Regions from separate parts of the Oryctolagus cuniculus genome. Here region 1 is linked to region 2. The links are chromatin contacts, called in public Hi-C maps. All regions are on one chromosome and are shown on one strand. Each heading gives the region's core, a stretch centred on a gene start, on an enhancer-like site or on the middle of the called end of the contact. The rest is flanking DNA. Distances are from core to core; before and after follow the strand shown. Region 1 has its middle 23 kb from the start of ALDH1B1. Region 2 holds the start of SLC25A51 (solute carrier family 25 member 51).

Region 1 (3,637 bases), core at 1,007-3,506, 350 kb after region 2:
AGAAGAGCGCGCTCTCTCTCGCTCTCTCTCTCGCTCTCTCTAACTCTGCCTTTCAGATAAATAAATACATCTTTAAAAGATAAAACAGTGAGGTCGCAGGGAGACAGTTTGCTGTCCAATGACCAGGGTGACTGCAAAAGTAAGCGCACACCACTGCCGGTTCTTGGTGGCTGAGCTCCCCTGCCCCATGGAGCCGGGCCCTTACCCTGCGGTGCTGCCGCTGGGTGGCTGTGGGTGGGACCCTGTGCTCTCAGAGCCTCACCCCATGTACAATGTGGCAGGGATGGACCCGCCCGCTGGTGGGTGGGAGGTGCTGTGAGGACCACAAAGGGAAAAAATCGCAGAAGAAAGTTCCAGGGACCCAGTGGCCTGGAGCTTTATCCCCCTGGACAGAGGAAAGCACGAGAGACTTCCCCTCTCACCCAACGACCTTCCCCGGGGCCTGGAGGCCTTTATGCTACTGCCCTGCGCAGGAAGGGTCTGTGAGAGCTCGGAAGACCTCAGTTTCCCCACTTGTATAGCGAGAACTAGCTGGCCTCCGAGTCCCTCTGTAGCCCCGAAATTCTGTGAGTCCATGAGAAATCTGCCTTAGCCATCTGCTCCTGCGCAAACCACAGCCACACGAAGCTGCAAAGCAGATTGTTCGACATTCGTTTGGGAACGGATTCCCCCAATCAGTCTCTTCTCCACCAAGAGTTTGCGGTTGGCCTCCCCAGATCTCAGCATCACAGTCCCGCGTCCCAAGTAGCGCCACATGTGTGCCATTTCTCATCAGGCCAGAGAAATCGCTTCTGCCAATCACTGCGAAGTGTAGCCACCTGCAACAGGCAGCAGACACTCAAGACCGCTGGTGGGGAAGAGGTCAGAAACCAGCCTGGGCCCCGAGACCAGAGACCACAGGTGGGTCAGTTTTGTCCTGAGAGACTCCCTCCTACAACAGCTTTAAGAGTGAGGTGCCTTCTCCCGCATTATACTTGTTTTAAAAGATTTATTAATTTATTTACTTGGAAGGCAGAAAGAGAGAGAGATCTTGCACCTGATGGTTCACTTCCCAGATGGCCCTAACAGCTGGAGCTGGGGGTAGCCACAGGCAGGAGCCAGGAACTCCACTCAGGTCTCCCACACGGGTGCAGGGGCCCAAGCACTTGGGCCATCTTCCCCTGCTTTCCCAGGCCATCAGCAGGGAGCGGGATTGGAAATGGAGCAGCTGGGACTCGAACCGGCACCAGTGTGAGATGCAAGGCTTCCCAGGCAGTGCTTAATCCACGGTGCCACAATGCCCACTCCTCCCACATTTTGGAGGTGAGGAACGCAAGGGTCAGAGAGATGAAGTCTCACAGGCACAGGATCTCAAATTGTGCTCCATGCGCCCCTACTGCCATCGTTCTGCGGGTGACGTGTCCCCGTGGGTGGCCTCTGCCTTCAGGGGCAGGAGCCGGGTGGGCTCGGCCTCTCCAGCAGACGCTCAGCCTGGTGGAGCTCACCAGTGCTCACCTGTCTGAGCAATGGACAGGCAGGTGCGCCCCGGTAGTTGGGGTGGGCACAGGGTACATGGGCTGTGTGGGGCCGCTGTGGGGGGGCTGCGGCGCAGACAGACAGCTGGGGCGGTTCCATTCCAGCAGGAGGCCCAAGGTCAGACTCTGAGAAGGAATTAATAATCTCCCAGGAATTTCTCCGGCACAGTGGGGGTGCATAAAGAGTCTTCAGCGAAGGCCTCAGAGCAAATTTCCTGGATTTTCCAGCTAATTTGAAGGTGCCTACTTGGAACATTTTCTTGTCAGGAAAGATTTTAAAATACATTCATTCCGCGTGACGTGATAATTGCGCCCGGCTGCCTGATGAGAGCTTTCTCTCTCTTCCACTGCTATTGTTCGAGGGATGGGGCTGACGGGCTGACGGGCGGGCGGAGCGGGCACTTTGCTAAACGCACAAGCAAGCCGAGCCCCTCGCGGCCAGGGGAGGCTGGGGGGTCTCTGACGTGCAACGGGGTGGGGGTGGGGGCTGGCAGTGGCATTTTGGAGCAAGTGACTTCCTTGCTGTTCCCCTGCAGGGGGAGACCGAGGCCCGGGAGCAGGCGGTCACCGGGGTCACCGGATCCGCAGGTGGCAGAGGGGAGCCCCCCGCACGGCCACCCAGCCCCCTGGGCCCCTCCTACTGAACGCTGGCCCGTGTGGCAGGGTTTGGTGGCTGTTGCCGACTTCCCGCAGAGGTGCCATGGGCTGTTCGCACGCGGCCTGGTCTCCCCCTCGCTGTCTCTCTCGCCTTTGTCTTGTGGAAGGCACACTTCCAGGCCTGGCCAGCTGACAGCCGTTGGCACGGGCCCCGGTTTCCGGCTCGCCCTTGGCGACAGGGAAGCACTTGTGTGTGCGTGTATTATTCTTCGGCTCCATGTGATTTTTTTTTTTTTGGTTTATCTTGATTTTTTTTTAATTGCAATTCCTCCAGCTGGTTTTCAGGGCACCCACGCCTTCTGTATATTAACATAGCGCTGACAACACCGAGGTGCGGGTTTTCTGCGTTGCTAGAGCACGGGGACCATTCTGCTCTGAAAAGGCTGCTCTGGGCAGCCTGGGGTGGACACTCCGTTAGGATCACGGAGCAGCCGTTCCCATTGTTTTCCTTAGAAAACACCAGTGTCAATCATCTCTCAAGGGACAGCCTTTTCCGGGAAAGTGAGTGACAAAGGCCCAGGCCAGGGGCACACGTGCGTTTACGTGTGGATGTGTGTGTGTGTTCAGGCTTGTGTCTCTGTGGATGTACGCTCGGCTGTGTTCGTCTGCCTACATGGAATTGCAGGCATGTCTGTTTGTGTGTGCGTGTGCGTGTGTGTGTGCGTGTGGATCTGAATGCATCTGTCATGGATGTTGTTAAGTTCATTGTGTGTGTGTGTGTGTTGTGGCCATGTGATTGTGTATCTACATGCACATGGCTGGTGTGTAGGACATATATGTGGCCATGTGCAGGCGTGTGCATGCTTGTGTGATGGTTTGTGAGGTTGTGTGTGTCCGTGTGTCTGAAGGCGGGCACGTGTGCGTGGCTGTGTCTTTGTGTCCAGGAGCGTTGATGTGTTTGCAGGTGGCTCTGACTTCTGGGCAGCGTCTCCCATACACATGTGCACAGCACCCTCTAGTGGGCATTGGTGGAAAGCATGGCCCACGCAGAACAAAACCAAGCCGGGGAGAGGCAGGGTCTGGTTCACTCCCAGATTCAGCAGGGCTTTGTCCTGGCACACAGGGAAGGGTCATTCTCTGGGCTCAGGCACACACACTTCCCAGAGAAGTGACTCTCTGCTCTAAGGACTCTGGGATTCCACCGGGGCCACCTGAACACGCCAGGACCATCTCCCCCACCCCAAGAGCCCTTGCTCAATCCCTCCTGCAAAGCCTCTGTGGCCTCCAAGGAGACCTTCACAGGCACTGGGCATTAGGACGTGGACGCCCAGGGGCTTCCTCAGCCCCCACCACTGCCATTCCCAGCATTGTGTCCCGGAGGTCTGGGGTGATCGGAGTTGAGCTTACGGCCGTCCCGCTGGGACGCCTGTGCTCTGCGTGTCGCTGTGTGGGCTCCATCGCCCTCCCTCGCCTGTTGCTCTCAGTGGTGCACTAGACAGGTGCTGCCGACGTGGCTGCGGTAGGAA
Region 2 (3,707 bases), core at 552-3,051:
CAAGCGCGAAGAAGGCTCGACCTGGCGAGGGAACCACCCTCTTTCCCGGGCTTTCCCGGACGACAGAGAGGCGGGACACGGGTGGGCCTGAAGACCCGCTGGGCAGAGCGTACACACAGCTGGTGCGCCGCCACGCTCGCCCCGGAAAGCCCTGCACAGCCCGCGTTCTCGGGGCGTCTCTTCCCCGGTCGGTGACAAGGCGGCAGCAGGTCGCAGCCGATCCCTAGCACCAACGCCCCTTCGGTCTCCGACGGTCCGGAGCCAGGAGTCCCCGGGGACGCAGGCCGGACGCCCGGGCAGGCGGACTCCGCGAGGAGCCTGCCCCTCCCCGCCCGGGCGGTTCTCGGGGCGCGCCCGGACGGTTCTCGGGGCGCGCCCCAAAGAACGCTCAGCCTCCTCCGCCGGAGACGCCGCCCTGCATCCCGGAGGCCCACAGGCCAGCCCGCGCGCGCCGACCCGGGCGGGGCCTGCAGCCGCCGGGCCTGGGGAGCCGCTGGGGCGCAGCGCGCGCGCGGAGGACCCGCTGGCCGCCTCGGAGGGCGGCCGCCCTCGCCTTGCCCCCGGAGGCCGAGGGGAGCTCCGCGCTTCCTCACGCTCGGCCCCGCACTCACCCATCGCCGCAGGCGCTCAGGCCCCAAGCCCCGCAGCCGCCCGCCCGCAGGACCGCGAGCGAGCCGGCGAGCCTGCCGCACGCGCGCATGCGCAGACCTCAGCCACCCCCCCCCGGCAGTGGGGCGGGGCGCGCTCGGCGCCCTTCGGGTCACGTGACAAACGCCGCCCCCCGCCGCCTCCCGGAGCCCGCGGGTGGCAGGAAGACGCAGGCCTCCTCGGGTCGCTGTCTACTGCACCGGGCCAGGTAGAGGGTCGCAGCGTCAGGCTCCGGGGGCCCGCTAACTACCACACGGGATCCTGGATGCCGTACGGTGGCCTCAGCGTGCCAGAAACAGCTAGCGCGTTCTCTAGCGCCCTGCCCGCGGAGTCGCGGCGCGTGCGCCGACCGCCGCAGAATGCCCGGGTTGGCTCCTCCGAGGTGTCTGGGGTCTGGGCTCGGGGATCCCGGACCTTTGGCTACGCGCGCCCTAGGACACACCGATCCCTTCTAAACCCTTTTCCCTTTGAACTTGAGGCAACTCGCGCGGTGTTGGAAGGAGCAGTGCACCTGGCATTAGGAAGCCTGGGTCAGAGCCCCAGTCCTGACGCTTCCAGGAGTGGCTGTGGGCAGGCTACCGGTCCCCGAGCTCTACATCCATGCGTGGCCCGTGTCCCCTAGCCCTGCTCAGTGGCTCTCCGTGTCGTTTGCAAACCGGAATGCGCGCAGCAGCTGTGGGCAGCCATGCAGGAAGCTCACCGGATTGAGACCAGGCCCGGGGGGTAACTTCCCCTGCCGGGAACGGCTTGGGGGCTGCCGCCTCCCCCAGGAGCGTTCCGCCCGGGGGGCTGCCCAGACAGCCTGAATCCCGGCCAGCGCACGCTACCAAGGGACCTACCGAGGGCCAGGCGCAGTCCCGGTCCCGTGGAGGCTCCGAAGACCCCAGACAGAAAACCCAGAAGCACGAGGGGCTTTTCCACTTGGGAGAAAAGTAGAGGTGGCTTCAAAGAGGAGGAGGAGGAGCACGCAGAGGAAGCCCCCGCCCGAGCAGGTGGAGGGCAGGTGGCTGGGTGGATTTTGGGAATTTGGACTGTCCGAGGCAGACACCTGGCGCCTAATTAGTGCTCAAGGGAGAGAGTGTGTCCTCTACAAGACGACGCCAGGGCCACACAGCGGAGGAGAGGGCATTTACCATTCTGAAGAGCGTGTTTGCCTGTCTCGTGCGAATCCCCAGTCACAGGCATTGTCTGAAACATAAATAGGCCGGCAGGCGGCAGGTCACATCCTCCGGGCCACGTGTGCACCTGTCGCTCCCCAGCTCGACAACCCTCCGCTTGGCTCGCTGCCCTGTGTCGCTGTTCCCCTGCCAGCCCGTCCAGCAGCCCGGAGCAGTCTCCCAATGTTTTGCACATCTTTGTATTCCTTAATTCTGTTTTCCCCTTTCCCATCCAGTCTTCGCTTTCCTGGTCCTACTGCTACGTCCTCCTAGAAGTCTTCCCTGATCTCCGCCGGCAAAATTGGCCGCTCTTGTCTCCGCCTTCCGGCGGCACGACTTGTGCGGCTCTCCCGACAGCCTGCCTTATGTTATAATCGCTCAGGAAGGTGTCTTTCCCACTGGCTGCTCCCGGAAGGGGGTGCTGTCTGACCGCTCCCTGGCTCTCCAATTCAGGGCTTGCCCCCGAAAAGAGGTCCCTGGGAGATGTTTGCTTAAATGGAACGGCTGTGCAGTGCAGCGCTGTTGAAAGCAGGGCTGTGGATTCTCGGGGAGGCGGGGAGAACAGGTTCCCATCTGGCTGGTCGCTCCTCAAAGGCTGGCCATGGCCGAGGCGCTCGCAGTCTGAGCCAGGAACCGGAGCTCAGCCCAGGTCTTCCTCCCTGGGGGGCGGGAACCCTCCCGGAAAGAGCACTAGCGGGAAGCTGGGATTGGGAGCTGGGTGGGGACTGAACTGAGGTGGGCGTCTTAAGGTCTGTTTGTGCAGGCACTCTCTGCTCCCCACCGCCCACAAAGCTTTCTAGAAAGTTATCTGGCGCCCTCAGCCTCCACGGGCCTTTAACGCCCACGAGAACAGCCGTGTGCACGCTGCCAGGCAACCTCAGCTACTGCGAGATGGCTCTGCCAGGGAGAGGTCACCCGTGGTCACCCCAACGAGGGGTCAGTGCCCTCTCTCTGGCTCGCCCTTCCCGGGCCTCCGCAATCCCCTACGCATTTCTGCGTCACACCCCCGGTTCCCTCCCGGGCCAGCACTGCTGCTGTGCTGTGGCTGTGGCTGTGGGTTTCCTTTCGTGAGCTTGCTTGCACGCTTTGGCGCACGCCCCCGCACGCTGCACAGTCTGTCCTCTGTGCTGGGAGGCCTGCTTGCTTCCTGATCACGTCCTGTTGGCCCTCGGGTGCTCGGCTCCAGCGGAGGCCCCTCGTCACTGCTGACCTCACTGGCCCACGCTGCGGAGCCCCCCGCCCCCAGGACCTGGACTTGTGCCCTGTGCCGGGGCTGCTCTGTGCCCTCCAGGACTGCCTCCCTTTCTCCTGGGCTCATTTGCAAAACTGTTTTGATCTGGCAACTACCCTGCCTCTGGAGACCAGGGCCTTTCACACAGTTGGTGGGAAAACAGAATTCAAATATAAACGTATTTTCTGCAAAAACGGAAATCATCCGGTTTTTTTTTTTTTCAGACATTTTCCAAGAATTCTTTGAAAGCCACCTGTATGTAACACGCATAACTGAGGTCAAGGTACCCCCTCACAAGCCTGTGAGATGGCCTGTCTTCTCCCATTCATTAAAAAAAAAAAAAAAACTTATTTATTGAGAGAGGTCTTCCATCTGCTGGTTCACTCTCCAAATGGCCGTAATACTGGGGATGGGCCAGGCCAAAGCAAAGAGCCAGGAGCTTCTTCCAGGTCTCCCACGCAGGTGCAAGGGCCCAGGCACTTGGGCCGTCTTCTGTTGCTTTCCCAGGTGCATCAGCAGGGATCTGGATCAGAAGTGGAGCAGCCAGGACTGGGGGATATGGGGCTGGTGGCGCTCCAACCTGCTGCACCACAACACTGCCTCCCCTTCATTTGTTTTAATGCTAATAACTCAGCCCTGTTTGATCTTAGAATCATCTGCAAAAGCCATAA

What was found. Hi-C and Micro-C count contacts between places; a contact is called where the count stands out from the background.
Region 1: a Hi-C map of embryonic fibroblasts shows a contact between it and region 2, with 8 times the contacts expected there. The contact joins the enhancer-like site here to the promoter of SLC25A51 in region 2. A contact is called at or near these places in 5 of 6 Hi-C or Micro-C datasets (ear pinna, embryonic fibroblasts, liver and 2 more).

Annotation. Positions count from the first base shown.
Region 1 is chr1:201,068,420-201,072,056 of mOryCun1.1, forward strand. No RefSeq gene overlaps it. Among named protein-coding and RNA genes, the nearest start is that of ALDH1B1, 23 kb to the right of the region's middle. Within about 2 kb of position 2,257, at least 1 of the 8 cell types and tissues checked has an H3K27ac peak or open chromatin away from gene starts, as enhancers often do.
Region 2 is chr1:200,723,383-200,727,089 of mOryCun1.1, forward strand. It overlaps SLC25A51 (solute carrier family 25 member 51), which reads right to left and starts at 1,802. Exons shown (of 4, transcript XM_051843849.2): 1 at 1,782-1,802.